6 separate regions of the Mus musculus genome follow, and all the other regions are linked to region 1. The links are chromatin contacts, called in public HiCAR-type and promoter capture Hi-C maps. All regions are on one chromosome and are shown on one strand. The core of a region is the stretch at or near the end of the contact, and the rest is flanking DNA. Distances in the headings are between cores, read along the strand shown. Region 1 holds the start of Cib2 (calcium and integrin binding family member 2). Region 2 holds the start of Acat1 (acetyl-Coenzyme A acetyltransferase 1). Region 3 holds the start of Cul5 (cullin 5). Region 4 holds the start of Rab39 (RAB39, member RAS oncogene family). Region 5 holds the start of Tmem266 (transmembrane protein 266). Region 6 holds the start of Elmod1 (ELMO/CED-12 domain containing 1).

Region 1 (5,213 bases), core at 1,740-4,239:
TGGCCTGAGTCGATCCCCATGACAGCCTTATGACATAAGCCTAGCTGGATTTGAAAGAATTCCCACCACAGAAGTGGAACCTGGGCCCGGAACAGAGCCTCAACTTGTTAACTCCCATAGTGTCAACTGCCCAACTACAACTTGAACCCAGGACTTCAGAATCCCTATATGGAGTTCTTTGCCCTCCTTGAACTGTATGATAGACATGTCTTCCTCCCTCCCTCCCTCCCTCCCTCCCTCCCTTCCTTCCTTCCTTCCTTCCTTCCTTCCTTCCTTCCTCCCTCCCTCCCTCCCTCCCTCCCTCCCTCCCTCCCTCCCTCCCTCCCTTCCTTCCTTCCTTCCTTCCTTCCTTTTTCCTCACAAGCCTCTTCTGTGCTTAGAAAACACTTCACAGAAAGAGAGGAGCACAGACAGCAGCATTGACGGGTAGGAACCATTCAGTGGCCAGAGGAAAGCCTGGAGAGGGATAGGTGTCATGGGCCCACTGTGTACTCCCACGGTGAGGTCAAGGAGAAGCTGAGACAACAGCACCAGCTTGACTGGAAGCCCTGCAGGGTGCCTGGGGCTTGAAGTGAGAAATGAAACTGGGGGCTGGAGAGATGGCTCAATGGTTAAGAGCAGTTGTTGCCCTAACACAACATCTGGGTTCAATTCCTAATACCCAGAATGGTTTACAACCATCTAACTCAAGTCCCAGGACCCAATGCCCTCTTCTGGCCTCCATGGGCAACAGTCACACACAGGGTCACATGCATACATGAAAATACTCATGCATAAAATGAATAAATCTAATTTGAAAGAAAGAGAGAGAGAGACAGAGAGAGAGAGAGAGAGAGAGAGAGAGAGAGAGGAAGGAAGGAAGGAAGGAAGGAAGGAAGGAAGGAAGGAAGGAAGGAAGGAAGGAAGGAAATTGGAGACCAGCTGAACCCAGGCCAGGCTAGGATGAGCCCTGTTCTGCTTCCCAAGATACCAGAATGACCTGGAGAGAAGGCGTCTGTACCTGTGTTAGAAAACTCCCTGCTAGAGCGGGCACAGTGTTTATGTCTGTTCACTTGTTCAGGCCTGATGGATGGCTTCTTAGGGCTTCCTATAGGGGCCTGGCTAGTACACAGACATCCCAACTCTAGTGAGGCATATGCTGTCTCTTGATAGAAGGATGAAGGAAGGAGGGAAGAGGAAGTGGGGGATGGAAGGAGAGAATGAAGAGAAGAGGGACAAAAGAGAAGACCACAGGACCAGGAAGCTCCAGTTAGACCTCTGTCCCCAGGAGGCTTTGGAGGGCTGGCCAGGGTCACAGTCTTGAGATGGATGAGGGGATCTCAAGGTGAGATGCAAAGAAGGCTGAGTCATATGTGGGGCTAGTTCTTAACTGAAGGCATGGGCTGAAGCATAGCATTGGGATGGCGGACGGGGGGGGGGGGGGGCAGCGAGCCCTGCGTAGGCACGTGAGAGGATGAGAGAGGAGTGTGCCATGCACATACGTGGCCAGGGCGGTAGCCGAAACTTTGGGCATCTTGCAGGGGCATCTGGCGAGCAGGAAACCGGGCATCTGGCCTCAGGGAGGGAAGACCACCAGACTGCGAAGTTCCAGGAAGCCCAGAGTTACTTGGAAAAGGGAATGTAACCCTGGGGCCCCCATGCGGCCCGGGTTGGGCATGCTAGAGAGCCAGAGGAAAGGAGATGTGGGGCTCTCGTGTTTCATGGCTCTCCTTCCCCTGGCAGGGTCTAGCTGGGCCCTGGCAAAGGATCAGAACTCAACACTGGACTGGGTCTGACCCAATGCCGGGCTGGTCCTAATGGGGATGCAGGCTCCCCACTCTCCCCAGACCACTCTTCTCTCCTGGGTTTGGGCTATTTTGCCTGCATCTACCTCCACTTAAAACGCCTCCTTCCAGAACTTTCTGGCAGAAAAAAAAATCCTGACTTCCCAAGTCCTCATGCAAGCTCTGCACTCTTTCTGAACCTTCTAGTCAAACCAAGAGCTATTGACCTCCCCTGTCCACTAGAGCTCTTCTCAATACATATCCTATCACTTGGGTCACACTGGAGGTAACCGCTCCACGCTAACTGAATATTCACAAAAGTTGCACACATCTAAGATAGGAATACATATGACATAACACTCCTAACCTATTAGGCGATAAAAAGAAGACTCCACAGCTGTTGTTCCCTGAAAGTCCGGAGACATTACATGGTGAGCTAAAGCAACTGAGCAAGACTCTGGGCCAGCCCGGAGATAAGGTTCCCTCGCATACCTACAGAAAAGTTTTCACATGGCTGGGGGCTGTGAGATCATTGATATGGACAGCTAGCTCTGAACTTGGAAGAATCCGGGGTGAAAGGGCTACTAGGATCACAAAATAGGTTAAGAGATGTGGGTACGTAGTTATATAAACAACACACCCCAACCTGTAACCTGCATTTGGGGCCTCTTGTCCTCCCCCTACACCAAGCCCTTTCTGGGATGAGGGTCATGCCCAGTGGGCTGGAAGAAATGACTGGGGTCTAGCTTGGGAGGGCAGAAAGAAGGTCAATAAGGAAGAGAAGACGGGGTGGGTGAGGCGCATCTGACAGAATACTCTAACTGGAATGTTCTAACATTCCCGGGCCTGGGAAACTGAGGCTCGTCAAGGGGAAGTCATCCACCTAAGGCGACGCTGCGCGCTGAAGGTAGCGGCAGGGTTTGAACCTCTGTGAGTCCGCTTTTGCGAGGCCTGGGAAAAGGACAAAAAGGAGGACTACAGGGGCCGCGGCGCGCCGGCTTCACCTGGTAGTTGTCCAGCTGCTCTTCAGTGAAGATGGTCTGCTTGTTCCCCATGGTGACCGCGATGGTATGGGTGGCCGCGGCGTCGTCTCTCGCCCTTTCGAGTGCTGCTTCCCATCGGCGGCGTCTGGAGCCCCGAGCCCGGTGCCCGCGGCCCTTGCCAGCCCGGGAGCGGGCAGCGTCGCCAGCCTAGCCTGGCCCGCTCCGCTGGGTCCCGCAGTTCAGTGGGAGGGGTGCAGGGGCTGGGAGGCAAAGGCGGGGCCGGGGGCGGGGCGGGCCTAGGCGGGGGCGGGGGCCGGATTGGGGCGGAGGCGCAGCCTGGTGGAAGGAGGCGGGGCCCGAGAGGTGACTTCTCCCTGGAGACAGAGGCCTGCTCAGTCTATGCTGCTGCAGCACACTGAGGTGGCCAAGCGGTGGCCTCATAGGGCCGCCTGACTACTGGACACTGAGTGCGCCTCCCGTTCCAACCAGCACACTGACTGGCACCCCGGGTCGGTCCTGGCGATTGTGAGCCTGAAAATCCCATGGATTAGTGTGGTAGAACAGGCACAATCCTCCGGCCTCTGATCCTAGACTGAGAATAGGTGTGTTGTTGAGCTTGCGGGATTACCCAAGTCAGGTCCATCCTCAAAAAGCCGACATACACGCAGTCAAACACTCAAATCATAAAATAACTTTTTAAAAAAGGAAACAGACGAAGCAAACTCTACCTCAGCAGAGGAATGGGCTCTGGTAACAATAGGTTACACTACTCAGTTGGTTCAAGACCTTAAGGAAAGTAACTAGATCACTCCCTACATCCACTCTGCTAAGTGAGGCCTTCACGAAATTTAATAATGCAGGCAGGGTAGAGGAGGTTAACCAATACCCTCCTAAACGATTGGCTATCTTCAGCCGCCCCATCAAGGTGACCGCTAGGAAAAGCCCTCCAGACACACGGAAGTTCAGGAGTCCTGGCAACTCTGGGACCTATCAGTGGCCCACAAGGAAGGCTACTAGCAATGGAGTTGTCCTTACTGTCTATTCTTGGGACAGCTGGGCTGCATGAAACCTGAGTCAAAGGCTCCTGGTGGCTCCGCTGGGAGGCAAGTCCATCATGGGCTGCCAAAACTGAGATTAGCTACATGAGTATGGTCTCCTGTAATCCCAGCCCTCGAGACAGAGGCAGGAAGATCAGAAGTTCAGGGTTATCCTTAGCTGATTCAGGCCAACTTGTAGTACATGAGACTATATCTCAGAAAACAGAATATAGTAACTAAAAGCAATTTAGCTGAGAAATAGTGTAGTGGCAGAGAGCTAGCCTAACATTCATGAGGCCCTGGGTTCAGTCCCTAGCACCACCAAAAAAAAAAACAAACAAAAGCGACATACCAGTATTGTCCAGTTTTGCCTGGCTTACATCACTTTGGGGCCGTGTTGTTCTACTCTTTTTTTTTTTTTTTTTTTTTTAATGAGTACACCATTGCTCTCTTCAGACACACCAGAAGAGGGCATCAGATCCCATTACAGATGGTTGTGAGACACCATGTGGTTTCTAGGAATTGAACTCAGAACCTCTGGAAGAGTAGTCAGTGCTCTTAACTGCTGAGCCATCACTCCAGCCCTCTTTTTTTTTTAAGATTTATTTATTAATTTATTTTATGTATATGAGTACACTGTAGCTGTACAGATGGTTGTGAGCCTTTATGTGGTTGTTGGGAATTGAATTTAGGACCTCTGCTGCTCAGGTTGGCCCTGCTAGCTCAGTCTCTGCTCAATCTGGCCCAAAGATTTATTTATTATTATAAATAAGTGCACTGTTGCTGTCATTAGACACACCAGAAGAAGGCATCAGATCCCATTACAGATGGCTGTGAGCCACCATGTGGTTGCTGGGAATTGAACTCAGAACCTCTGGAAAAGCAGTCAGTGCTTTTAACCACTGAGCCATCTCACCAGGCCTTTTTTTTTTTCTAAGATTTATTTTTATGTATGTTACATCTATATGCCTGCCATGTGTAGGTGAAAGCCAGTGGAGACCAGAAAAGGATGTTACAGTCTCTAGAGCTGGAGTTACAGACTGCTATAAGCTGGCAGATATGTCAGATCTTCTGAAAGAGCAGTAAATGCTCTTAACAGCTGAGCCATCTCACTCTCCAGCCCTGAGTGCTGTTACTTCTTCAACAAAACCTTTACTTCTTTTTAAAATTATTATTATTTTTAAATTATATATAATTATATATGTGTATATATGTTTACATACATCATATGTGTGTGTGTAGGTGTGTGTGTGTGTAGGTGTGTGTGTATGTGCACATAAGTACAGTGCCTGGGGCGGTCAGAAGAGGCCACCAAATCCACTGGAGATAGAGTGACAGGTAGTTTTGAAGGCCTGCTATGGGAGCTGGAACTGAACTTGGGTCCTCTGGAAGCCATCTCTCCAGCCTCACACCTTTTTCTTGTAATTAAA
Region 2 (5,213 bases), core at 1,695-4,194, 950 kb before region 1:
GATTTGTTGACCACAGAGAGGCTTGTGTGTACTTGAAAGCAAAGGTTAAAGAGCCCACACAATGGGTGAAAGGTCAATTCCCATTCTACAATATGGCACAGATTATTAAAAATTCTTCTTTGAGGGGCTGGTGAGATGGCTCAGTGGGTAAGAGCACCCGACTGCTTTTCCAAAGGTCCGAAGTTCAAATCCCAGCAACCACATGGTGGCTCACAACCATCCGTAACGAGATCTGACGCCCTCTTCTGGAGTGTCTGAAGACAGCTACAGTGTACTTACATGTAATAAATAAATAAATCTTTAAAAAAAAAATGATTTGAGGTTCAAGGAAGAAAATTTAAAAAAAAATTCTTCTTTGAAAGATTTCTATGGTTATATAAATTACTGTTTAATTTAATTCAAGTGACATGCAATAATTCATTTCTACACTCGGGAGGCAGAGGCAGGCAGATTTCTGAGTTCGAGGCCAGCATGGTCTACAAAGTGAGTTCCAGGACAGCCAGGGATATACAGAGAAACCCTGTCTCGGAAAAGCCACAAAAAAGAAAAAAAAAATCTTTTCTAGAGTTCAAAAAGGTGAACTGGGCTGGAGAACTTGGATTCAGTCCCAAGCACCCGACTGTTAATTCCAGAACTCATGATGAAGAGGCAAAAAGAACATGCATTCTGGAGACCATTCTAGAGTAGAGGAATACCCAACATAAAGGGGAGATGGGCACATGGCATATGCTACATAACCTACAAGTGGTAAAAAGAGCCCAGAACACAGGCAACTAGACAGTATAAAAATAAATGCTGGGAAGAGACAAATTTAGGTCATTGGGACCCAGAGAAGAAGAAGATAGAGAAGGCCCCAAATCTAGGACTAAGAGCGTAGGGGATTCATTGATCATTAAATTACATTTGATACTGTACAGAAATCCCTCCTCCAGACCCAAGTTCTATATCAATTTCTATACATCAATTTTATTTTGGTTGCCCTGTTTTGAGACCATCTTTCACTATACAGCCCAGGGTAGCCTCAAATCACAATCCTCCTGCCTCAGCTTCTTCAATGCAGAATTACATTTAGATGGACTCCATTACACCAGTTCAGACTCACTTTTATCATGCAGAAGATAGTTTGCACTTGGTTATAAAGCCTCCAGTGTAGACTAAGCCGGCTCTGCACACTTCTGTTTACACACCTTGACTACCTGGCTTATCTAATTAATTCGTCCAGGCACATTATCCAGAATCCCAGTTAACCTAATTTCATGGACCTCTCTCCAGCCATCCTCGCGAAACTTACTTACTCATCCAGAACTCCTCTGGGCATGATGGCTACTCTTTCAATTCCAGATAATCCAGAGGCTGAGGTAGGGGAGTGAGGAGTTCAAAGTCAGATGACCTAGTTAGCAAAACCACTAGAAAGAGAGTAATAGTAATGGTGGGGAGGGGGAGGAAGGAGAGTGGGGCTGGGGCGGGGAGAGAGGCAAGAAAAGGGAGGGGAGGAGAAGGAAGGGTCAGAAGGAAAAAGGCACACGAGTCTTTCTTGGGAACACTTTTTTTTTTTTATGCATATGAGTACACTGTAGCTGTCTTCAGACACACCAGAAGAAGGCATCAGATTCCTTTTTTTACAGATGGTTGTGAGGCACCATGTGGTTGCTGGGAATTGAACTCAGGACCTTTGGAAGAACAGTCAGTGCTCTTAACCACAGAGCCATCTCTCCAGCCCCGGGAACACTTATTTTACGAGTGAGGTTCTGCCCATCTCCAGATGAGAAAATAGACTATCCCTCTGGCTTTCCTATTACTGCAGTCACCCAGTACTTATTGTTTTTTTATCTTTCGGAGACTGGGTATCTCCAAATTGCCCACGTGGGTTGAAATCCTTGATCTCAAGCTCCTCTTGCCCGAGCAGCAACTCAAGTAAGATTCATTTTATAGTTTGTTTGCCCTCAGCTTCCAGCTCCAAGCCTCGGGCCCTCAATTATTCTTTCACAATCTCTTGCAGAGCAATGCTCTCTTTCAGCTCCTATTGCCAGAACTACCCGTTTCGGCGAACCCTGATTTTCTCAGAAACAAAACCACGCAAACCTAACTCCAGACTCTTAAAGACTGACCGACAAAGTCTAGAATGTCACCTTTGGAAAGTACAAAGTGTTCGCCGAACACAACCATCAGAAGCGAGGCACTCACTTCAAATAAAAATTATTTCTTGTACTGTCTCAGTAGCCATCTTGTTAGTTTTAAGACAATCTTCTGATTGCCATATAGTGCCTGAGCTCTGATTAAGACAATTAATTAAACCAATGATTAGCCAGGTGGTGGTTCATGCCTTTAATCCCAGCACTCTGCAGGTGGAGGAAGACCAATGAGCTCGAAGCCAGCCTGATCTTGAGAGAGAGAGAGAGAGAGAGAGAGAGAGAGAGAGAGAGAGAGAGCGTTCCAGGGCAGCAAGGGTTCCACAGAAAAACCAGTGGAACAAAATACAAACCAAACCCCAAAACTCAAACCAATCAAACAAAAAAACAAGGAAAAGGAAATCACAAGGTCACAAAAACGTCTTAGAAACTCCTGGGCCTACAGAGAGACTCAGCTCTCTGCAGTCTGGGATCGCGCCTGGTCAGGCCCAAGCTTTGCTGCACAGCTGATGCGGAGCGTGACAGTAGCACAGACTGACAGGTGGACTGACACACGACGGCGCAGGCACTCGATCCCCAAGGCGCTGGTGCTGAGCGCTGTGGCCCACGAGGACGGACCTCGCGGGCGGCTGGTGGGCTCCCCGATCCCGGCCCACCCCCGGAATCGACCCTGCTCACCTGCAGCAGCCCGCGAAGCAGAGGCCTGCGGACGACGCCGTGCAGAGCCACCAGGGCAGCCATGGAGACGCGAAAGGCTGTCAAGGGCAGAGAGACGCGCCGCGGCCTCCACTTCCCCACCGCAGAGCTTGCGACGTCGTGGCGGGCACCGCCCCGACCCTCTCCTCCAATAGCAGTCCAAGATCGCTGCGCTTGGCGGCGATTGGCCCGTAGCCAGAGGGCGGGGCCTGGCGCTTGGCCCGAGGACTGAGCTGAGGCTCTCCTGGACCAAAAAAAAAAAAAAAAAAAAAAAAAAAAAAGGACTAATGACCACGTGGCTTGACACCTAGGTGGTGCACGCTAAACTGTTGATTGTTGATGCCAGTTGTTTCTGCCTCCAGATGCCTGTAGTTTTCGTGCAGTCCGAGACTTTCCATTCACTTTGCCGTGCCTGATCAGGTGACTGTATTACCCAGACAAAGGATGTTGGTAAATGTTTCCAGCAATTCCCATTATATTCATTTATAATACAAATAAACCAATTTCTTACGTTAAAAGAATGTTGAAGTTGTTTTTCTGTAGGATGCTAAGTAAAATACATATTACTATCTAAACTTCACTGAGTAATAATAAGATTACATCAACTTTCAAAGAAACTCCCCGCAGGCTGGGTGTGATGGGACACACTCAGGAAAGAGGCAGGTGGATCTCTATGAGTTCGACGCCAGCCTGGTCCACATAGCGAGTCCCTGAACAACTAAAACTACAGACGGAGACCCTGTCTCCAAATAATTAAAACAAAACAGAAACAGTGCATTAACTGATATTACATGATAATTCTCACATTTGTGTAACCCATTGCTAAGGCTAGTTGGAGGATTGTTTTGCTTAGGTTTTGTTTGGTTAGTTTTTAGATAGGGTCCCACGGTGTAGCTCTGGCTATCCTGGAATTCACTATGTAGACCAGGATGGTCTTGAGCTCACAGAGATCTTTCTGTCTTTGCCTCCCTAGTGCTGGTATTAAAAGCACTATGCCAGGCCATTTGCTGACTTTGAATCTTCAGTTGGGGATAGCAGATCTTTCTGCTTGTGACATTAATTTTCCTTGATGTAAAACAAAAGGCACAACATACAAATTGAACAATTTACTTCAAGTCGACTTGTTTCATGTAATTGTGTGCACTCCTGTGTAGGCCAAGGGTAAACCTCAGATAACTCCCTCTGAGACTCTCTGCTGCTTTTTGTTTGGTGTTTTTTGTTTTGTTTTGTTTTTGTTTGTTTTGTGAGACAGGGTCTATCTCTCCTTGCACTAGAATGGCTGGCTAATAAGCCACCATCTCTACTCCTTCAACCCTATCCACCCATCCATGGAACTGGGGCTACAATCAAGGGCCACCACGCCTAGCTCTTTACATGGATGATGCTCTAAACGCTTTCTTGTGATGCAAACACTTTGCACACTGAATCATCTTCCCAGACCCTTTTGGGGTAAAGTGTGTGTATGTGTATATGCACCTTTGTGTATCTGCACCAAGTGCATACAGGCGCCTGAAGAGGACAGTAGAGGGCGTCAAAACTCCTAAAACTGAAGTTGTAGGTAGTTGGGAACTGTCTGTTGTGTTCTGAGAGCTGAACCCAGGTCCTTTCTAAGAGCTGATAGTATTTTTAACTGCTGAACCATAAGCCCCACTTTTGTTTTGTTTTTCAAGTTAGAGTCTCATGTAGCCTAGGATGCACTCAATCCCACTAGGTAGTCAAAGATGACCTTGAAGTTCTACTCCTCCAATGTCCACCTTTAGATTGCTGGCAACAGAGGTGGGTATTGATCCCAGGTCTTCATATAATCTAGGCAAGTATACTAAGCTATCTCTTCACTATGAAGCCTACCGTTTCCTTGCATGGTGGGGGTGTGCCTTCCTCATTAAGATACTCACTATATCAAAATGTCTTGGGTGATTGGCAAAGCTTTGGGATGGGCTTCTATAAGAAGCCTACACATCTTCAACATGGTTTTTGTTTTGTTGGGGTAGTTTTGGCTTGTCTGTTTGTTTTGGAATGTAATTGGCAAAGGAGGGATGAATGTCCCACAGCGTGAATGTGGAGGTCAGAACACTCGCTGGAGTAGACGCTCTCTCTTCATAACATAGGGCCCTGGGATCAAACTCAGGTGACAGGATTGGTAGCAAGGTCCTTCACCCACTGAGCCATCTGTGCTGGGCATGGTGGTGAACACCTTTAATCACAGCATTTGGGGGGCAAAGGCAGGTTGATCAGAGTTCCAGGACAGCCACAGCTATCAGACACAAAAATCATCTTACTTACTACTTCAATCTCATTGTTATGTGTGTTCTTTTTAGTTTTAGCAGGCTATAATTGCCTATAAATTTATTTTTTCTAGATTTTCAAATTTGATGGAATATAAGGATT
Region 3 (5,213 bases), core at 1,648-4,147, 890 kb before region 1:
ATGTTCTACAGCTAGACTGTGTAAGGAAAACAGGGATAGGTCCCACATGAAACGGAGTCAGAAGATTCAACCAGTTGCAAACTGTATTGTCAAATATGCACTACATACTCAAAAAATTGCCAAAATCCAATTGACAGTTCACTTGATCTAACCAGAAAACATGATCCCAAATAAAATAAAATGCCAATATAAAAGCAGATCTTATTGCATCAGATTCTTAGAAATTTCATAAAGTTTCTAATCTTATTTTCTCAAATGTACTAGTAGTTATTTCTCTGAATTCTGTCAACTATAAAAACAAAACAACCTAACCCCAAACAAATGAGACAAAACAAAAAAACCACCTTTCTGGAAGTCACAAGCAAGCTGAGATTTTCCCCCTGAAGGGGCTCGGGCTCATTATTCAGCATGTGTCAGGTACAGCTGGTAGATCTGGGACTGACTCACACTACTCTTGTCTGACCGATGGACATGCTAATTCTCTCTTTGGTAAAATCTACTTGCATAAGTCCAAGGCATTTCTCAAATAAGCCAATATACTAGTCCAACAAAAAATATGCTAATTTGGCCACTCCCCAGTAAGCTCTATAGCTACTCAAGGTAGTAACAGCCCTGAATTTAATAATCCCATATATTAAATCATAGACAGACCCTGGCTGGTCCTCACATATTCCAAAGACAAACTTCAGTCTCCCCATTTTATGATTAGTACTTTTCAAAATATGAGTATTTGGAATCCCTCTCCCCAAAAGTTCCAACAACTAAAATAGGTAAATGTTTGACAATGTAGAGATAACAGAATCAAATGTCTGTTTATTATGTCCTTCATATTACAACAGTACTAGCTATAGAAAATCAGACTATCAGCCAGGCCTTGTGGGGAACACCCAGAATCCTCTCTTAAGTTCAAGAGCAGCCTGGTCTACACAGTGAGTACCAAGATCAGGTAAAGCTACAAAGATCTTTTTGAAAATTCCTATTTCTGGCATCTGACTTCACTCAGTTGGTTACTGGTCTTTCCAGTATATTGTCATGAAGTTACAGTACTTCTTTTTCTCTCTTGCTTTGAGTCAGGCTCTAATGACAGCCCTGACTGGCCTGGATTCAGAGATCAGCCTGCCTCAGCTTCAAAAATGTTGGGACTAGGGCTGGTGAGATGGCTCAGTGGTTAAGAGCACTAACTGCTCTTCCTAGGTCCTGAGATCAAATCCCAGCAACCACATGGTGGCTCACAACCATCTGTACAGCTACAGTGTACTCATATACTTAAATAAATCTTAAAAAAAAAAAAAAAAGAGCGTTGGGACTAAAGGTATGTGCTACCATATTGGAATGCAGAGCTTTAAAAATCATCCTAGTTATCTTTACTCCTAGCTGGGTCAGGTAGGCCTTTTCATTCCCCTCAGCCTCAGTGTAGACAATGGATTTCTGTGACTTCAAGGCCAGCTAGGTTACACAGCAAGTTCTGGCAAGACGGGTCCAATGAGACCCTTTTTTAGGGGGGAGGGAGCATTATCTATTATTATCTATTATTATTATTATTAATTCACACAGCCTGCGAACATAGTGTTTATGTCCCCTCAGGTAATCACTAGTCCCATATTTCAGTTAGTAAGTTCAGGTCAGAATTCTTACTAAAAAACACAAACTCGCCTCAATTGTCTTCCTCAATCCTCATTTTTTTAGAGATGATTCTACATAACCTGCTCGCCCTGGGACTCTCCTGGCATTTACAACTTTTCAATGCTTTCTTTAAATGAAAACTTTTCTACACCCTAAAAGGATGGACAGCAGCACTTGATCGGGTGCCATCGATGTCCTATAAGGGAGGTCAGGATTGGGAGACAGTTCCTCAAGGGACAGAGAAAAGGTGGAAATAGACGGCCAGGCGTGAGAGAACTGGTGGGAAGGTGTGACATTCAGAGAAGGGAGGAAAGAGGTGAAGTGGCAGGCAGGCACTGCTGTCTAACTCACAGTTCCTGCAGAGTGCGAACAGAAATTAAGGAATGGGGTTGGGGGAGCATGGGGGGACCAGCCATTGAAACCTGCTAGGCAGCATTTTGCTGGGATTTTTTTCCCCTATTATGTCTTTGACACTCCATTCAGAAGGGACGGGCCCCAAGAGTCACAATGATGGGTTGGTGCGGCCCAGCGACACTGCTCTCGCTCCCAGCCGGGGTTGGTCCCTTGAAAGCATCGCTGCGAGTCGGTGAGCCGGCGGGAGGAACCCACCAGGTCCTCTGGACCCCCGAGGCCAGGGCCCGGCGTCGGGGTGCTCGGGCAACAGCCACCCCGGCTCATTCCGGTGGACAACCCCGAACCGCTCTCCTCATACACATCTTGCCGCTCCCACGGAGCCCGGTCCTTCCCCGGGAGCCGAGCGCATCGATGGCCGGGCAAAAGCCCGGCTGCAGCCGGGGGGACTTACCTTTAACAGATTAGACGTCGCCATGTTCTCAACTTGGACTCTCGCGAGACGGGGCGAGACTTGGCGGCGCTCGGGGCCAGGCCTCCTCGAGAGGCCGGGGTTCCCAGCAGGACCCCGCAGGCCGCGGCGGGGGATGCGGGGGACGCCGGAGCGGCGTGCCGTCAGCGCCGAGCTCGTCCCGGGCAGCCGTGCTTCCTCGGGCTTTCCAGCTACATGGTCACCCCGGCCTGCCCACGCGAGAGAGCGCATGCAAACGCTTGAGGAGACGCGAGCGGCGAATGGTGGGAAGGGACCGGGAGCCGACCAGACCGGGAAGAGGTAGTAGCCACTTCCTCGGGCCTCCCCAGCTCGCCTTCGCTTCTGCCGCTGGGCTTGCACCCGCTTGGGCCGCCGGCAACGACTTTATCTCGGCTTAGGGCCCGCACCTCAGGGTCCGTGGCGGCGTCACGTGACGCGGCGGGCGGGGGCGTGCTCGGGAGCAACCCAGGCGACAGCAAGCCACTGGGTCCCGAGGCCCGCGCGGAGGGTGCGAGCGCGCCCTCTGCTGGCTGGAGCCGGCGCAGCCCTCACGCGCTCGCCCCAGATCGGAATGGCTATTCAGAGCTCAGGATTAGATTAGCCTGGAAGGCTTCTTACTGCTGTCCTCAGGAAATGCTGACTGAGAGAAGGCGCCCAGTCAATTAATAAATGATGCACAAACGTACTGTTATTCCTATAAACAAAAAAAAAAACCCTGCTTGTTCAAGAAGTGATTGTTAATCTTGGGTTCCTTAAGACATATCCTAGAGCACCCTATAGTATTTTCTCCAAATTGCATCGCTTCTGATCACGAATCTCTGATCAAGGGAAGAGAATGTAATTTATACAGGGATCTCTCAGGTTAGCTGTTATTTAATGCATTATGCAAGTTCCTAATACTACCCTTTGGGGGTTTTAGTTGCTTGGTTGGTTGGTTGGATTGGTTTTTGACAGTTTCTCTATGTAGCCCTGGCTGTACTGAAACGCCATCTGTAGACCAGGCTGGTCTTGAACTCGGAGAGTGGAGGTAGGTGCCTCTGCCTCCCAAGTGTTGGGATTAAAGGTGTGGGAAACCACCACCTGGTATCAAATTTGTTTCTTTGAAACTCATCTCTCACTGTCCAACAATTTTAGTCTCAGTACTCAAAGCAGAGGCAAGAGGATCTCCGTAAGATTGGGGACAGCCTGGTCTACAGAGCAAGTTTCAGAACAGCTAGGTCAAAAAACCCAAGAAAACAAAAGTTTCTCAAACGTTGCTAGTGCATTCTTTATATTAATATAACCTGGGGTGCTACTTAGAAAAGCAGACTTTCAGGCTCCACTCTGAAGGATTTTATTTCATATATTATGCCTGAAAACTCCTTTTGCCCCAAGCATTCCAGGTAGCTATGTTTAAAGAAGACTTTCTATGTATTCTTGGATGGCCAGGAATTCTGTATGTAGACCAAGTTGACCTAGAACTCTAGAGTTCTGCCTGCCTCTGCCTCCAGAGTGACTGGTGGGATTATAGGTATACGCCTCCCTCGGAAAAGGCCAAGAGTTCTTTATATCTGCTTCGTGCTGGGTGTGGTGGAGCATGCCTTTAATCCTAGCACACTCTTAAGTTCCAGGCCAATTAGAGCTATAAAGTGAGACCCCTATCTAAACAATATAGCACTTAAAGTGAGTTAAGATTTGCTACTTTAGGACTGAAGAGATAGCTCAGTGGTTAAGAGCACTGACTGCTCTTCCATAGGTCCTCAGTTCAATTCCCAGCAACCACATGGTGGCTCACAACCATCTGTAATGGGATCCAATGCCCTCTTCTGGTGTGTCTGAAGACGGCTACAGCGTACCCATATGCATAAAATAAATAAATCTTAAAAAAAAAATCTGCTACTTCACAATGGGCCTTAGTTATCTTGTTTGTGAAATTAGTATTAAAACATCTATAGCATAGTGCTATGGCAAAAATTAAATGTAAAGGCTAGAGAGATGGCCCAGTATACTCACATACATTAAAAATAAAATAAAATAAAAAGGGTATCATAGTCCATTAAAAAAATAAAAATGACAAAACCGGGTGTGGTGCCGCTCGCCTTTAATCCCAGCACTTGGGAGGCAGAGGCAGGTGGATTTCTGAGTTCAAGGCCAGCCAGGGCTACACAGAGAAACCCTGCCTCAAAAAACACAAAACAAACAAACAAACAAGACATGATTCTATTCATTTTTGGTTTTGTTCTGTTGTTTTTCACAACAGAAAGATTTCTCTGTGTAGCTCTGACTCTCCTGGAACTCGCTCTTTAAACAGGATGGCCTTGAACTCGGAGATCTGCCTGCCTCTGTCTCCTGAGTGCTGGGATTAGAGTTTGCCACCACCTCAGCTGATTCCATACATTTTAATAGATTAATTACTGAATGCTGGAATTTATCACTCATGGCAGAAACCTTAAGTATTAATTAAACATTGTGAAAAGAACAGTGAAGAAGAAAAAAAAAGCCAAGGATGCAAAAATAGAAGGGAGAATAGTCCAGAGAGATGACTCGGGTAAAAAAATATACCGGCTGTCTGGAAAGATCCAGTTCTGTGGGGGATCTAATGCTTCCGGCCTCCGAGGGACTCTGTACTCACATACATATACACAGAGAGATACACATACACACAACACACATGTAAGTATGTTAATTTTGACATGCCATGACTAGCTCAAAGATTGGGCACTCCTAAACTTTCCCCTGCTAGTAAACACTCCCGTCTGGTACTCCTGAGACTCCTAAACCTTCCCAT
Region 4 (5,213 bases), core at 1,180-3,679, 850 kb before region 1:
GATTCTTCTCAAAGCCATTACAAAACCCTCAATTAGCAAAGGTTTACATTCTAGCAAATTAATTATCCTTCACCTTCCTGTCGATAGGGTGAGGAATTACTTTTAAGTAAATAGACAGAGGAAGATTTTACTATCTTTAAAGGGTAAAGCAAACGCTCTTAGTAAATGCTTTTTCTCCCCCTCCGGACCTTGAAATATCGCCAAGATCATCTCTGATTAAGATCACAAATGGAAGACTCAGTAAAGGATTTCACGAGTGATTGAACCGGAAGAAGTCTTAGAAATCATAAAAATGTCTTCATTTTACAGATGGAGCACAAGTTTTAAAGAAAAAACCAAAACTGCTTCAATCAAAGGAGGCCAACTGAAAAGGAAACGACAATGTCTTCATGGAATTCTAAACAGTCCATGACCTTTAGCACCGCTCTGGAAGCTGGCCTTACCATGCATCACATCCCTTGTTATCTCTGTGTACCCGAGGAATCATTGTCAGACCCAGGAATGGAAATAAAAAAACAAACAAACAAACAAAACCACCAGGCTGGCCTTGAACTCAGAAATCCACCTGCCTCAGCCTCCCGAGTGCTGGGATTAAAGGCGTCTGCCACCACACCCGGCTCACTTTTTTTTTTTTTTTTTTTTTGAGACCACAGAGATATCTGCCTGTCTCTGCCTCCCGAGTGATGGGATTAAAGGCTTGTCCTATCACACTCTGACTAGAAGCCAAACTTCTGAATGTTGAACACTTTACACATGTAGGCTGAACTCTCTTGGAATGGATGCTGGCTGAATGAGGGCAAGCCACATTTGTTAAGTTCCTTAACGGAGTTCTTTATTTCACAAGCAAAAGTACTTGTTGAGAGATATAAAAATGCTTGCCTACAAGAGTTCCAATTGATCATGTGATTTTTAAAAAAAGATTTATTTTTTTTATTATATGTAAATACACTGTAGCCATCTTTAGACACACCAGAAGAGGGCATCAGATCTCATTAGGGATGGTTGTGAGCCACCATGTGGTTGCTGGGATTTGAACTCAGGACCTTCAGAATGAAGAACAGTCAGTGCGCTCTAAGCCATCTCTACCTACTAAGCCATCTCATCAGCCCCGATCATATGATTTTTAAAGAAACAATTCCCTACATTATCAGCTTTCTTACTTTGCTCTAGAACAAAGTACTCTTCGATCTCAAAAACTGGAAATACGCTTTAAATGTGATTTAATCTCAACTATCCAAGGAATTCAGTTTCATTTACTTTTTTTCTGTAAGGCCAGTCGACTTTATACAATCTTTCAGGTTCCCCAGTAAACAACCAGAATGAGACTATTTACTTGAGACTGACTCTCTCCCCATTTAGAAAAGTGCTTTCTTCTGTTGTCACATACAGAATGTTACGAATCCATCAGTGAAATAAAGGAAGGGTTGCAGACAACCCTCAGTATTATCTTTTTCACACCAAAGCGTCAAAGGTGACAAACTTTTAAAGGAAACTTCACCCTATAAATGCAAACACACACCCTTAGTTGTCTCAGTGACTCCGATGTTGCATTTAGTTGTTTTCCAAGACCTACTCCCGAGGGTCATGGCCCAGAATTTTCTGATGACCACACTCGGTGCTTTCAGATGTTTAAACCATTACCGCATGCATCTCTCTGTGAACCGTTCCGAGGGCTGGAACCCCGTCTGGAATTCTGCTTGCTGAGAACTAAAGATTTTTCACAGACCTGGGAACCCCACTTGGCATATTTCCCGGGCCTGAAAGAGGCTTGGTCAAGGCTTGGAGGAGGTGCTAGGAGGAGGGTGGCTGAGGCAGGGTGTGTGTGAACGGCGAGCGAAGTCGAGTTTGGGGAGAAGGCAGCGGTGGAGCCAAAGGGACCCAAACGGCCAAGAGGAGCAGACAGAGCTGGGAAAGACCGGCGACCCTGATTCGGACAGGAAAGGAGACAGAAAGGGGGCGCAGGAAATCCGCACTAAAGAAAGAAGAAACTGCGGAGGAGGAAGTCGCCCCTGGAAGGGGAGGGGCGAAGGGGAAGCGAGCACCGAGCGCTAGCACTTTCGAGAGCCTGTGGCGGGTGCCTCCCTACCTGAAGCGCTCCTGCCCCGCCGTGTCCCAGAGCTGCAGCTTGATCCTCTTGCCCGGCTCAATCTCCAGCAGGCGCGAGAAGAAGTCCACGCCGACTGTGGGGTCGCAGGCGGGGGAGTGCAGCCCTGGGAAGCGGCCCTGGGTGAAGCGGTGCAGAAGGCACGACTTGCCCACCGTGGAGTCTCCGATCACAATAAGGCGGAACTGATAGATCCAAATAGTCTCCATCGCCTACGTGCCCCGTGCGCTCAGGAGCAAGTTCTGCCTAAGGAACTGTCCCTTCAGCACCTACGCGGCGCGCGCCCGCCCGCTTCCAGCATCTTCCTGCGGCTGCGGCCGCCGCCTGGTAGCCGCCCTCTGGGGAAGGAGGGGCGGGGCCGCGGGCAGGGGGCGTGGACTTGGTCTGATTGGGGTGGGGCTTGAGAGTGAGGGCGGGGCCACGAGTTTGGAAGGGACCGTAGGTAGGGGTGTGATCGTGAGTTGGGGGCGGGAACCTAACTTGCAGAGCAGCTGCGTCGGGCAGGGGGCCGGGCCCCAGCTGTAAGGGGAGGGAACTGACGTTGTAGAGGCGGGTCATTGGTCGTGCGGGGGCGGGGCCTCTAACTAGAGGGGCGCGGCGAGAGCGTCGGCTGAGGGGATAGGGAAGTAGCAGAACTCTAGACGACCTTAGCGTATTCTAGTGCAGATCTTGCTGGAAATGGACAAGGAATGGGTGTGGCGAAAGGATGTGACAGCAATAGCAACCAATGAAAATGTACTCAAGGGCTAAACTCCAGAAAGGTCAGCCAATGGGAAGTGAGAGTCATTTTCTCTCACGCATCTGCGAAGGCTCTCTTCAGACTAAGACCCTAGTTTTGAAAGTCAGTCAGGCTTCTGTATGTGGATTCGTGGTGTCCGGGTTCTCAGAAGATTCCAGTTGACAGTTTCCTCTGAAGAAAACAAATTTGCAGAACTAGTTCTGATAGTTTCTGTTAAGGATTGCCTGTTGCTGTTTGCCACAGCGTTTTCAGGATGGTTCTAGCCCTATGCTCGTTGGGGCCCTTCAGCCTGGGAAAAACTTAAAATGTTGAGAAGCTCATACGAGTCATCATTATTCTCGGTCTATAGCTGCCCTCTGCTTGCGTATGACCAAAGACCTAATAAACGAAGCGTAATTTAAATGTTGGTGAGACCTTACTGTGTTCTCTTCTGGACTGGGATGTAGCCCCCAGGTGGTAGAGTTGCCTAGCAACATGAAACCCTGGGTTTAGTCCCCAACTCCGCATAAAACAAATATGGTGGCCCACGGTTATTATTCCACCACATGGGGCTCGAGGATCAGAAGTTTAAGATTATATCCTGTAACTCTCTGTGTCAGCTACACAGAGGACAGAGGCAGATGGATTTCTCAGTTCAAGACCAGCCTGGTCTACAGAGTGAGTTCCAGGACAGCTAGGACTGTGCAAATTTCTTGCCAACCATTTCATTCTTTTCTTGCAACATCTAACTATCACACTCATCCTTAATTCCTTTCTTTGTTTTGGAGGAAGAAGCGTGACTTTCAGAGAACTCTTCTTTCCTCTGCCATGCATCTTTAGGCCCCTGTCTGCAATTAGTCAATCTTTATTTTATGTGGTATGTATCTTGTCTCCCTTCTACAATTGTTCTTCCTTCCTTCCTTCCTTCCTTCCTTCCTTCCTTCCTTCCTTCCTTCCTACTTTCCTTCCTTCCTTCCTTCCCCCTCTTTCTTCCTCCCTCCTTCCTGTTTATTTATTTATTATTTTTGTTTTGTTGAGACAGGGTTTTTTATGTACCCCTGGCTATCCTAGAACTAGTGTTGTCAACCAGATTGGTCTCGAACTCACAAAGATCCGCCTGCCTCTGCATCCCTAGCGCTGGGCTTAAAAGAGTGCACCACCACCACCACCACCACCTGGCTCTACTATTAGTTTCTACTCCTCTGCCTACAACCATATTTGAGTGTTCTCAGTCCTAAAGCTAATTAATCAGAACCCCCTCGGTGATGTTTCTTTGCTTCCACCATCTTGTTCCTTTTCACGTATTCAAAAGAGCCCTCCTCCCTCATTTCTTGTCCACAAGACTATCTTTAACAAACCTTCATACACTTTCTATGCCGCAGACTCTCATGAAACAATTGTTTCAGATAACTGTGCATGAGACCCCCTAATTATCAGATTCAACCTACCTGTTCTCATCATTCTCACCTCTGACCTCTCAGGACCCCTCCGTTTAAGGGTAACCAAGTGACGGTTCTATCCTCTGAGACAGAGGAGTGGCATTTTTGGGTAAAGATAATTTCTTTCTGTGAGAGCATGGCAACCTTTTTGTCTGTTTTTCTTTTTCTCCTCCTCCTCCTCTTCTTCCTCTACCTCCTCCTCCTCGTCTTCCACCTTTTCATCTTCCTCCTTCTTTTCCTCCTCTTCTTTTTTTTTAAGATTTATTTATTTATTATATGTAAGTACACTGTAGCTGTCTTCAGACACTCCAGAAGAGGGAATCAGATCTCGTTACAGATGGTTGTGAGCCACTATGTGGTTGCTGGGATTTGAACTCTGGATCTTCGGAAGAGGCAGTCGGGTGCTCTTACCCACTGAGCCATCTTACCAGCCCCATTCCTCCTCTTCTTGAATATGAGTGTTTTGAATGCATTATGTCTGAGCACCATTTGGGGGCTTGATGCAGGCAGATGCCCAGAAGGGAGCATCAGATTTACAACAGGATGTGGACTAACATATAGGTGCTGGGTATTGAAGCTGGGTACCCAGGAGATGGGGCCAGTGCTCTGATTTACTTCTCAGCTGCATGCCTTTCACTCTTCTTTCTTTTTTCTTCCTACCCGGAATGTATTATAACAACCATCTTGTGAAGAGGAAAGTCTGGATGCTAAGGTAGTGGGAAAGTGAAAAAGATACTGGTTCCTATGTGACTTTGTTGATCTGTGCTACCAGCTTTGTAATAGGCAAATGAATCAGTACCCATTCAACTATTGGTGGCTGGACTTTCTTTCTTTTGTCTTCCTCCTTTTCTTCTTCTTCTTCTTCTTCTTCTTCTTCTTCTTCTTCTTCTTCTTCTTCTTCTTCTTCTTCTTCCTTCTTCCTTCTTCCTTCTTCCTTCTTCCTTCTTCCTTC
Region 5 (5,213 bases), core at 1,794-4,293, 770 kb after region 1:
GAAGGAGGGTCTTATTATATAGCTCATGCTAGCCTTGAGCTTCTCTCCTGCCTCAGTTTCTCCAATGCTAGGAGTACTGGCATACATTGACACTCAGAAAAAAGGGGAGTGCAATTTTTTTTTTTTAAGTAAAAGGTCTGACTTACTTCTAAGGCATCTTGCCATGGATAGTATGCCAATGATACCACCTTAGAAACAGTGTTGTCTGTCAAGAAAGCAACACACACATCTTAAGCAGTCTCTTCCATCCTGCATTTTAGCGTGTTTTCTTGACGCTCTGTAACTCCTTTCCACGTGCACAGAAAGGCCTCCCTCCCATTCCTCACCTGCCACAAATTGAAGCAACACCTGTGCTGTTTGGAGCTGGAGGAGTTCCCAACCTCCGCTATCAGCACTGATCGCCTGAGGCAGTTAGAGCCAAAATTCCCAAGTCAATCTTCTGGAAATTAGATTGCAATGCGCTTGAGAGGCTCCACAATCTGACTCTAAACAAGTGTTTGTTACTGATTCATGAAGACCGAGCAAGCTGAATAGCAATAGTGAGACGCCTGCTGTGGGTTTCAGTTTTAGAGCAGTGTGGTAATCCTTCTCTGGATCTCAGGATTTGGTGTATATGAGAAGAAGAACAGGCAACATTAGAGAAAGTAGAGCGACATCTTGTCGCTATGTCCCCAGTCCTCCTCCCCCGTGTGCACGAGTTTGTGTGTGTGAGTGAATATCATCGAGCTAAGGTTTCAACACCCTAAAGAAATCAGGATTTTAATTCGGGCATGTGTTGTGGTAGTGACACACCACCAGGGGGAAGCATAGAGCTGACAAGTTGCAAATGTTAGGGGATTTTTTTAATTTCCATAGGGTTTCCGGGAAGGGTAGAGAGAGAAAAGACACGTGTAACTGGGCATACAGCTGAGTGGCAGAACCCTTGGGTAGCACAAATGAGGCCAGGATTCAATCGCCAGTGCTGCAAAACCAAACAAGCCAGAACGAAATGGCAAAAGATGTCCTTGTGTTCCTCTCTAGTTCCTCTTAGATAACCATGGTAGAAAAAAATGTTACCCTAAAGTGACATTGTAAGTAACGTTTTAAAGTAATATCTTCAAGTAACATCTTTAACACTTACACTTAAAAGAAAAAAAAATGTATTAGAATACAAAGTTTCTGGATAAATGGATGTAGTCTAATTTTTCTCCCTGAAAATACTTGCACTACTCTTAATATTTAATTAGAGTTTTCTTTAATTAGCCTTTCTTTGACTTACAGTTTAGAGTCCATCATTGAGCAAAGCCAAGACCTGATGCAGAGGCAGTGGGAGAACACTGCTTGCTAGCTTGAATAGCCTGCTTTCTTATAGTAAGGAGGACCACCTACCCAATGGTGGCACCGCCCACAGTGTGGGAAGGCACAGCTGGACCCTTCAACATCAATCTATGTCTACAGGCTAATCTAGTGGAGACAACTCTTGGAGTGGATTCAGCCACTAACAACACACACACACACACACACAGAGAGAGAGAGAGAGAGAGAGAGAGAGAGAGAGAGAGAGAGAGAGAGTTTTCTTTCTTTTTTCTTTCTTTTCTTTCTTTCCAACAATGTCTCCCATTCGGTAGGGTAGTCTGTCTCCTCCCTCTTGATTTTCTGGCACATGGGGTAGGGGTGGGGAGTGATTAGTTTCATGCAATCTCATTAATTCCAGGGATTATTGTTTGTGCTTGTTATTGGAGTCTAATTCAGGAAATCTTTGTATCTCAATGTTTTGCCAGATGGCTAACCAGCGAAACACTGTCATGAATGCTGTTCAAAGCCCTTAAGGAAACTTAAGTGTAGTTCTACTAAATGGGGGGTCACGGGGAGGTAGTATGGAGGGAGGACAGCATTTCTACTTTCCAGTCTATTTATGCCTAGAACCAGTAGGGGGAAATCCTGTCAAGCCAAATAACTTCTACAACTGTTTTCTCCAAGGACCCCCTGCCCCCCGAAATTAGACATTACAGATGGTTAAGAAATGTTGGTAGGTGAGGACTAAACAAAGACATACTTTTCCATGTACATTCCTTGTCTAGACATTTCTGTATCTATTAAAAAACCGATCCGAGCCCTTCAGGCGGTTCTATGTATGGTCTGGGTTTTAAAGCTTTCAATTCTAATTTCTACCGTTTTGCTAGTGGAAGAGAAGGCAAGAAAGTCGCAGGCGTTCCTGAAGGCCACGTGAACCTAACCAAATAGTGATTATTCTGGAGGGGAAGCCAATGGGGGAGAACCCCAAAGTCACTCAGGAACTTTGTGCCCTAGAGAAAGAAGGGTTTCCGATCTTTAAAGTATCTAACATAAGAAGGCCAAAACCCCAAAGGAAAGCGGCTATTTTTAAAAAACTGTTTTTAAAAACTGTTCACAGCAGTAAGCTTTTTTTTTTTTTCCTTTTCACACGTGAGGCTTTTTTTTTTTTTTTTTAAACCCCCAGATTGCTCAGTCACTCTGTCTACTCTAGGCATTCTCAATCGGGACAGGCGCTTCAAGGGCAGAAAACTCTTCATTTACAATACATGACCAACACGCACAGTGTATCTGTCACGTGAGAATGTGATGGGGACCACCGAGGGGTGGGCAATGCCTTCAAAGGCTCCTTGGGGCAATGCACACACCAGGGGCGGCAGGCAGAAACCTCGGAGGACACTGCGCGCCGCTACTCACAGCACAGTGTGTGAAAACGCACCCAGGGCGGTACCGTGGGACCGCAGGCGCCCGCCCGCCCTCGGCCGCACCAGCCAGCCTCCGCTTCGAGCTCCTGCCCCCTGTCACCCGCGCCACGAGGCCCGCTTGCCCTTCGCCGGGGGTGACTGCCCACACGCGGCCCCCGCTGGTCGCAGTTTCCTAGACAGCCGCGCGGCCCCTCTGCAGCCTCCGGAACGCGCGAGCGGGAGCGGGAGCGGGCAGCGAGAGCGCAGGCGCGGGCCCGGGAGAGCCGCCGTCCCGAAAGCGCGTGCGCGCGCGCTCGAGCGGGGTGGGCGGAGGGGCGGAGGGAGCGGCGGGGCCGCGAGGGGGCGGGGGGGTGGGGGGGCGGAGAGGGGAGCCCCGGGAGCGGGAGCGCGGGCCCGGCGCTGCAGAGCAGAGCGAATCCTGAGCTCCGGCAGCAGGTACGTGTTCTTGCAGCCGGCAGCCGCCGGGGCTTCCCCGGCTGTGGCCCGGGCGGGCGGGTGAGGGAGGCAAAGGTAGGGGCCGGATCGTGGTTTGCAGGGTGACTGCCCTGGAGGACTAGGATCCTGCAGCTGACCTTCATGTCCCGGGCTGGGGAGCCGGACGACCATCCTCTGGGGAGCACGGGGTCTTCAGATCCAGACTGGGGATCTGCTTGTCACATGCTTCTTATTTATTTTTGCAAACTGTCCTGGTTCGGGTCCAGCTGCGGATGCCTTCCCTCCTATTCTTTGCCTCTGTGTGCCATCTTGCATTTATTAATAAAACATGAAAGCTGGGGGTGCGGGAGGTTTGCTTCTAAGGGGAATCCCATTGCAGTATAGCAAGTGGACGCCTATTTTCGGTTTTCAGACGTGGTGTAGAGGTGGAAATCCCACACCCTAGGGGTTTGTGGCTTTGCTGGTCGTGACCACTTCCTAGTGGGCTTCCCCGGTTTGTCGCTAGGTGCCCCAGCGGCAGGATGGACGGTCTGGAAAGGATGGAGGGTTTCATGTCAGCCTGGCGTACTGTTCCGAGGACAGGTGCAGACAGTTCCCTGCTTGCTAACTTGCCAGGGAGGTTTAAACCCAGGAAAGAAATTCTTTCTAAATTGTTAATAGGAGGCCTTGAATTGAGCATCTGAGTCTTGCTTACTCAGACTCATCGCGGTTTTGCATCTGAAGCCGATTAAAGCTAGCCACCTGTTGGAAGTCAGACCCCATACTCCATTCTGTTTCATAGTCACCAATACTGAAATAATGAGGTCCGTAAGACCCCATTCTATCCTCTTTAAATGTGTTGCCTGCCAATTCTTTCTTTTGAAATAAATTCTCATTTTTTCCATTATATAGTTTAGACTGAAATATGATTTACTTATATTCCATATACATACATCACCATATTCTAAGCACTGGGTTTCTCTTCAGGGTATATTATCTATTTCCCTAGCTTTAACTTGGCTGTGAAGAAGAGTGGGGAAAGTGGACTGTATGTAACTGCTCCCTATGGCCCTCCCCCAGGAATAATATAGTGAAAAGAACAGAAAGAGCCGGAAGCACAAAATGAAAATGACTCGCAAGCTGTGGGGGTCCAGCAGCTGGACTGTGGTACCACATTAAACCAGGAGATGTACTTGTAGGGACCCAGTGCTGAGCTAAACGCCATTTGTGGCTCATTTCCTTGGGTCTTCACTGCAAGGCTGTCATCTCTGTGTTGGAGATGAAGAAGCTGGCACTTAAGGGGTTAACTGACTTACCCAAGGTCGCTCAGTCAGGAGCAGGGTAAAGATCCAGTTCATCTGCATCACACCCGATTGCAGATTGCAGGACGCTGGGGGCTCAGCATTCAACTTCAGTGTTGCTACCCCATCCGTCTTTTCATTAAGATCGGGTTCACGTGTGAGCGCATAGGCCCTGATGCAATTTTCCATTTCACAGATCCCGTACCAATTTTGTGGCTTTCCAAGATGAGAAACTGGTGTTCATGAGTGGCACCGCGTGTAATTTCTTTTGTGGTGACACTGAGCCTATTTTTAAACACAGGGTCCAAGGCATCCTGCATTAAAACTACCTCACATAATCAATTATGTTCAGTTTAAACCCACAAAGTACCTACAGATCATGTGGGTGCTGGCGTACTCTTCACACCCTCGCCCTGCCCTACCTGTTTGAGCACCATCTCTTGTTGTCACTGCTGGTCGTCACTCCACTGTCTTGTCACACTTGTGGGTGCTATGAGGGGGTAAATGACTCCATGTCAGCCATGTGGCACAGTCTGGTGTCTACAACCATGGCAACTATTCACTAAAAGCTCTTAGAATGTATCCATTTAACTATGGAGATATATATACATACATACACACACACACACACACACACACACATATATGTAATCTCTCTTTTCACAAGTGCATTCTTACAGCTCAGGTGTTGGACTTGGTTACACATTTGTAGCAGTTTTCATGGACTTACAAGCTGTTATAGTTTTGTGAATGGAAAATTCACCTAACAGAGTTGCTAGATTTTATACTCAGGCTGTGCAAT
Region 6 (5,213 bases), core at 1,350-3,849, 580 kb before region 1:
AAAGGGAGGAAAGAAATGTTTTCATTATAGGGTTTCCAGAAGAAAAAAAAGTCTTCCCAATCCAAACTAAATTTCAGAGAAACAACTAATAATTTTAAAAGTATAATTCCAAGTATCATAGTGACATATTTAAATTCAAACAGTATCTGCTGCTGATTTGAAATTAAAATTTAGTGAAGCAACCTAAATTTTTATTTGCTAAATCCAACAACTCTAAAAATGATTAAAAAAAAAAAAAAACCTTGGAGGATGTGGGGTCAGCTTCATTGACACACCTGGGAGTTGTGTCTGAGCTCTGCAAACTTCCCAATTAGCCAGATTTTTACATCTGTGAACGCAGCTGGGTTTATTTCTGAGCGGTTTGGTGACTTGCTCTAGGAGATGTTGCCTGTTACATAATAGTTCCCTTATTTTGTTAATTCTATAGAAATGGAATTCCTTTATAATACCACCTATCAATGATTTTTCAGCACAATAGCACAGACATGTGACGCTGGTGTCAAAATCTCTTGGAAAGCTAGCATTCATATATGTTTTAGTTGAATCAGCAAGACACAATAGAGAAAAGGAGCAAATTTTCATTTCAGTTTTTTTTTTAAATCTTCATTAATTGAACACAGCAACACACACTGACCTCCGACTGGGAGAAGCAGCCTGGCAGGCGGAGGTGGAGCCTGTGATGTAACTGCGGTAGGTCTCTGTAGGAAGGACCTTTCCTAAATATGAAGCCTAAGTATGCAAACTGAAGCCCCTCCGCCTCCTCCTTGTGTGTGCAGACTTGCAAGAGAGAATTACTGTCTCTCTTATTCTTCACAAGAAGGCTTGAGTTCTTGGCCAACAAAAGAATTCCTTATAGATGGGTCAAGATTACCTATGTGTCTCCCACACACCTGGGGTTGGGCCGGGGGAGCTGACTGTCTGTAAATCCACCTTAGGATACTGACAACTAGGCAGTGTGTCAGTTTACTGGTTAATTGTGATGGCGCAACACGAGTTACGTAGTTCAAAGCGTAAGTCTGCTACAATCCAAAAAGTGCCCTGAAATAAAACATTATTTTGCTGTTTTTAACCTCAATGTCTTACAGAGAAAGCACTCATCTTTTCCCATAAGAGAGGGTAAGAAGAAATATCTCCTAAGGGTGAGGAAAAACAAAAATGTGTGCCTTTGGCAAAATTTCAACCAGATTGATCTCAAATGAAACTTCTAGGGAGAGAATGACCAAGACTGTTGTTACTCCGTGTTGTCATAAGACAACAAGGAACTATGACGTTTATTCCAATGTAGGCATGCTACTACCTGCTTTCCACCATATTGGCAATAGCAGTTAAGGACGGTTGTCAAGCGACCGACACAACATGCACACACTGCTGAGATGCAGAACAAAGCCTGGGTGGCTGCCTAAAATCGGTCTCTCCAAATGACAGCCCCAATTTATGACACCAGTCTAAGGCTTGCGGGGATTTGCGACGTCTTTTTCTCTGTTGGTGGGGAAGAAAGAGATGAAATTTGGAGAGCTCCAAGCAGTGGCCTGGGCTTCCATCTGTTTGTGCGGGGCAGAAAGGCTTACACACATATTCATTAAACTTGATCTGAAGCGAGCGAGTCTGTGAGGTCGTTTCTGAAATATTCATAAGGTCTGTTACCGGACTCGCCACTTAGAGGTTGAGCAGAAACACGACGAGGGGGAGCAGTTGGTGCCCACACTTGGAAATAAAGGCACTAGGAAAAACAGCACACCTCGCTCCACTGTTCCTGTTTTAACAGCTCCTCACGGCTGCTCTCCGCCCGCCTGTTCAATTGCACCTGCCCAGGAGATGCTCCAAGAGTGGAGTTTCCTGGAGTAGAAGGAGGTGCGCTCGCCAGCCCTGCAGACCTGGCTCAGGGTGGAGGCTCAGAGACCTCTGGTTTACAGCTCTGCCACTCTGCCGCCTGGCACCGCCCCGGGGCCTGACCGGCAGGACAGAGGGCTCCTTAGGGGCCAGGACCCTCCACTTGCCCCAGCCAGGCCGCTCTTTGTTCCCGCTTGGGATTCCTCCCTAAGCACCAGCAGTGGCGTTCAGTCGCTAGGCGACCTGCGCCCCAGGGACGCAAACAGCTTCCAGCGCTGACCCGCAGCGCCGCGGGTTGTTATTTCCCGGCTCACGATGAGAAAGAGGATTTAGTCTTGGGTGACTCGGGCGCTCCGGCACCCAGGTAGTGCGCACTTTCATTCACGTCCCCTCACTGTCCCCATTTATTTTGTACCCTACACACACAGGTCAGCTGCCACCTCTCTTTTTTCCAAGGGCATTCACCCTTGGCTCCTCTAGGGTCGCGACTCACCGGAGCAGAGACAGTGGTGGGCTCAGCAGCTCTGGGATCGCAACAGTGTGGTCTCCATCTCCGCCTTCGCTCCTGCTACGCACTAGCGACCGTGATCGCCGCGGCTGGTCCCCGAGCGGATGCTGGACAGAGGCGGCCGCGGCTGCCGCACTGGCTGCGGGCGCGGGAGGGGCGGGGGCGGGGCGGGAATCTGGGTCGCGTGGAGCCCTGCAAGCCGGGTTGCACCCTGGGCAGCGGGCAGAGAGGAGGCGACCGAGAGCAGCTGGGGAGGGCGTGCAGAGGTTTCCCTGGGAGCAAGACGCTGGCGGCTACTGAGCATGCTCAGTCGCGGAACCCCGGGGCGCGGGCGCGGCGGGGAGGAGTGAGCTCAGGCCCCCGCGCCAGAATGTGGGAAGAAAGGGTTAAAACTGCGCACTTGGCCGCAGTGGCCTAGTTTAACTGTGCAGGAGTCAGAGTCGACCACCCCTAAAGAAGTCCAGGGTTGTGAACCTGGGAAGACCTGTCAGTGGGATTCCTGAAGAATCTAGGGCAAGGAATGTTCTCCAGTTCCTCTGAGGTGGATTATCCAGAAGGCAAAGTTTGTTTTTAGTTTATTTGTTTTTTTACCTCCTCCCAATTCAGATACCCAACCCTCACTTGCTTTCCTGTGTGTTCTGACTCCCCCCAGGCATCCCCTTCCTCTCTTGATTCTTGGACAGGTCAGGTGAAGTTGTCAAAGAGCCAGTTCTTTAATTAGGTGTAACTGAGAGCCCCGGTGGGTCTTCCCTGGCCCAGGCCTGTGTTTCATCGAGGGTTTCATAAACAACAGCTCATTACAAGTTTAAGTATAATGGGATAAATTATAGATATCCTGGTCTGCAATTATTTGGGGGGAACACTGCCTTCTTGCAGTGGAATGGCTGAACTCCCGAACACCCACACCCTTCCTCAGTCCTATTTTCGGTTTTATGTAGAACGTCTTCATAGATAAGAGTTTCCGAACAACACAGGGAAACTGACTTCTTCAAAAGGCTTTGATTTTGCTCGTGGTGTTCCGATCTTCTGGTTTACCTTACCCTTTCCGTTCCCCTTCATGACGACCTACTCACTCTCTGTGATCAATGTTACCTTCTCTGAAACGTGGCTGCAATACAAGTTAATGCCTGGCTGTCAGAGATCATCTGGACACGCTGCTGTCACATAGTAGAGTTGGTTACTGCTGTATAAGAAGGTCAAACAACCAAGCCAACTGTTTTGTGCAGGCACGGAACAATGTGCTGAGAAAACAACAACAAATAAGACAGACAGGTTTTTCTCCTCAGAGAATTTACAATCTGTTGAAAACGACAGGCAAGCCAGAATGGCGGCAGCACTTGGGAAGCAGAGGCAGGTGGATTTCCTGAATTTGAGGGCAGCTTGGTCTACATAGTGAGTCCAATAACAATCACAAAACCAGAGAAAGGCAACAAATACCTAAAATGGAGAGTATTATCAAGAATAAAGGTCAAGTTGTTTTTGACTTTGTGTTACCCATCAAATGAATCTACCGAGACTTGACTTATCTCTGAAACAATGGATAATAATATTAATAATGGCCTCAGGCTAACCAAAATGTGTGGGTCCTTGCTAGTCTGTTGTTAAACCATTGATTTTTTCCCCCTTTCATTTGATTCCATCAGCTAAAACTGTTCTAATCTCAAATTATTTGTAGGAAGAACTTGCCATCCCAAGTAATGAGTAGGAGGCGTGTGTTGTGGGAGACAGAGCAGTTGTATTGTATCTATTATCTAATTGGAGGAACAGTATTTGTTAAATGGCCAAAGTCAACCGAGATTCCCAAATCTCATGAGTCTCTTCTCATGTATTATCTGTATTTACAGAAATAGTTATTCTCCAAAATATATCATTTGACTCATTGCACCTTCCTGCTGTCTGGATTGTGTAAGTATTTCGCTCGATCCTGTTGTTGTCTGAGCTTAAGAACCAGCTCTCCTGAAGCTTGTTTGATTATGGGTGTCCATGATGACTAATGACTAACCACTTTGACACTGTATAATGTGGGCACCTCCAGGGTTAGATCTCATTCATCTTTTTATTAAAGAACTTAGCAGATGACTAGTGGGTGGGGGATCCTCAGTGAGTTTACCGACTACAGGAATGCTGGGCCTTCCGACCACATTCTTTTTAACAGGTCTTCCTAGTAACCGTGGAATAAATTCCACAATCATGACACTTAACTTGGCCCTTGCCTGGTCTATGGATTTTTCCATTAGCCACAAATTTACTTTTTTTTCTTCTGGGTTTTGAGTTACTTTTGGATTTAGAAAAGAAGAAGAAGAAGAAAGAAGAAGAAGAGGAAGAAGAGGAAGAAGAAGGAGAAGGAGAAGGAGGAGAAGGAGAAGGGGAAGGAGAAGGAGGAGGAGGAGGAGGAGGAGGAGGAGGAGAAGAAGAAGAAGAAGAAGAAGAAGAAGAAGAAGAAGAAGAAGAAGAAGAAGAAGAAGAAGAAGAAGAAGAAGAAGAAAGGAAGGAAAGAAGGAAGGAAGGAAGGAAGGAAGGAAGGAAGGAAGCAGCAGCCAAGTGTGATGCACACCTTTACACCCAGCACCTGGAAGGCCGAAGCAGCCAGATTGCTATGGGTTGGTGGCCAGCCTGTTCTACATAGAGAGTTCCAGGGTTATATATTTAGTTAGACCTTGTCTCAGGAAAAACAAACAGACAAAACAAACAAACAAAAAAACCCATAAAACCCCAAACTTGATCAAAAGTTTACCATGCAATCAACAGCGAAGAGATTGAGACCATGTGAATTATCTTTTACAAATAATGCATAAAGAGTCCACAGAGGAGGATCTGTATGCAGAGTCACAGAGGAGAGCTGAAGAGGCTGGGGCAGAATTAGAAGCTGTTGTGT

The links. Promoter capture Hi-C pulls out the DNA fragments that hold promoters and counts their contacts. HiCAR-type assays count read pairs that join an accessible place to other places. Capture Hi-C pulls out chosen DNA fragments and counts their contacts.
Region 2: a contact with region 1 is called in a promoter capture Hi-C map of liver, with 2.2 times the contacts expected there. The contact joins the promoter of Acat1 here to the promoter of Cib2 in region 1.
Region 3: a contact with region 1 is called in a promoter capture Hi-C map of stem cell-derived epiblast-like cells, with 3 times the contacts expected there. The contact joins the promoter of Cul5 here to the promoter of Cib2 in region 1. A contact is called at or near these places in 10 of 39 promoter capture datasets (the 3T3-L1 cell line, embryonic stem cells, hippocampal neurons and 5 more), 1 of 484 Hi-C or Micro-C datasets (muscle stem cells), 2 of 115 datasets of contacts at active chromatin or transcription factors (astrocytes and bone marrow-derived macrophages) and 1 of 9 other capture datasets (adipose tissue).
Region 4: a HiCAR-type map of astrocytes shows a contact between it and region 1, with 2.4 times the contacts expected there. The contact joins the promoter of Rab39 here to the promoter of Cib2 in region 1. A contact is called at or near these places in 5 of 39 promoter capture datasets (embryonic stem cells, hematopoietic stem and progenitor cells, liver and 2 more) and 1 of 115 datasets of contacts at active chromatin or transcription factors (astrocytes).
Region 5: a promoter capture Hi-C map of adipose tissue shows a contact between it and region 1. The contact joins the promoter of Tmem266 here to the promoter of Cib2 in region 1. A contact is called at or near these places in 2 of 39 promoter capture datasets (cranial neural crest and liver), 1 of 115 datasets of contacts at active chromatin or transcription factors (pancreatic cancer cells) and 1 of 9 other capture datasets (adipose tissue).
Region 6: a contact with region 1 is called in a promoter capture Hi-C map of embryonic stem cells, with 4 times the contacts expected there. The contact joins the promoter of Elmod1 here to the promoter of Cib2 in region 1. A contact is called at or near these places in 4 of 39 promoter capture datasets (cranial neural crest, embryonic stem cells, hippocampal neurons and 1 more), 1 of 484 Hi-C or Micro-C datasets (Th1 cells) and 1 of 115 datasets of contacts at active chromatin or transcription factors (stem cell-derived neural progenitor cells).

What each region holds. Positions count from the first base shown.
Region 1 is chr9:54,557,201-54,562,413 of GRCm38.p6, forward strand. It overlaps Cib2 (calcium and integrin binding family member 2), which reads right to left and starts at 2,990. Exons shown (of 6, transcript NM_019686.6): 1 at 2,768-2,990. The coding sequence starts at 2,818.
Region 2 is chr9:53,607,406-53,612,618 of GRCm38.p6, forward strand. Acat1 (acetyl-Coenzyme A acetyltransferase 1) reads right to left here and starts at 2,945. Exons shown (of 12, transcript NM_144784.3): 1 at 2,808-2,945. The coding sequence starts at 2,870.
Region 3 is chr9:53,664,610-53,669,822 of GRCm38.p6, forward strand. Cul5 (cullin 5) reads right to left here and starts at 2,898. Exons shown (of 19, transcript NM_027807.4): 1 at 2,429-2,898. The coding sequence starts at 2,452. It overlaps Gm16124 (predicted gene 16124), which reads left to right and starts at 2,484. Exons shown (of 2, transcript NR_166653.1): 1 at 2,484-2,746.
Region 4 is chr9:53,703,803-53,709,015 of GRCm38.p6, forward strand. It overlaps Rab39 (RAB39, member RAS oncogene family), which reads right to left and starts at 2,430. Exons shown (of 2, transcript NM_175562.3): 1 at 2,087-2,430. The coding sequence starts at 2,313.
Region 5 is chr9:55,323,870-55,329,082 of GRCm38.p6, forward strand. It overlaps Tmem266 (transmembrane protein 266), which reads left to right and starts at 3,044. Exons shown (of 11, transcript NM_172923.4): 1 at 3,044-3,131.
Region 6 is chr9:53,972,702-53,977,914 of GRCm38.p6, forward strand. It overlaps Elmod1 (ELMO/CED-12 domain containing 1), which reads right to left and starts at 2,600. Exons shown (of 11, transcript NM_177769.4): 1 at 2,324-2,600.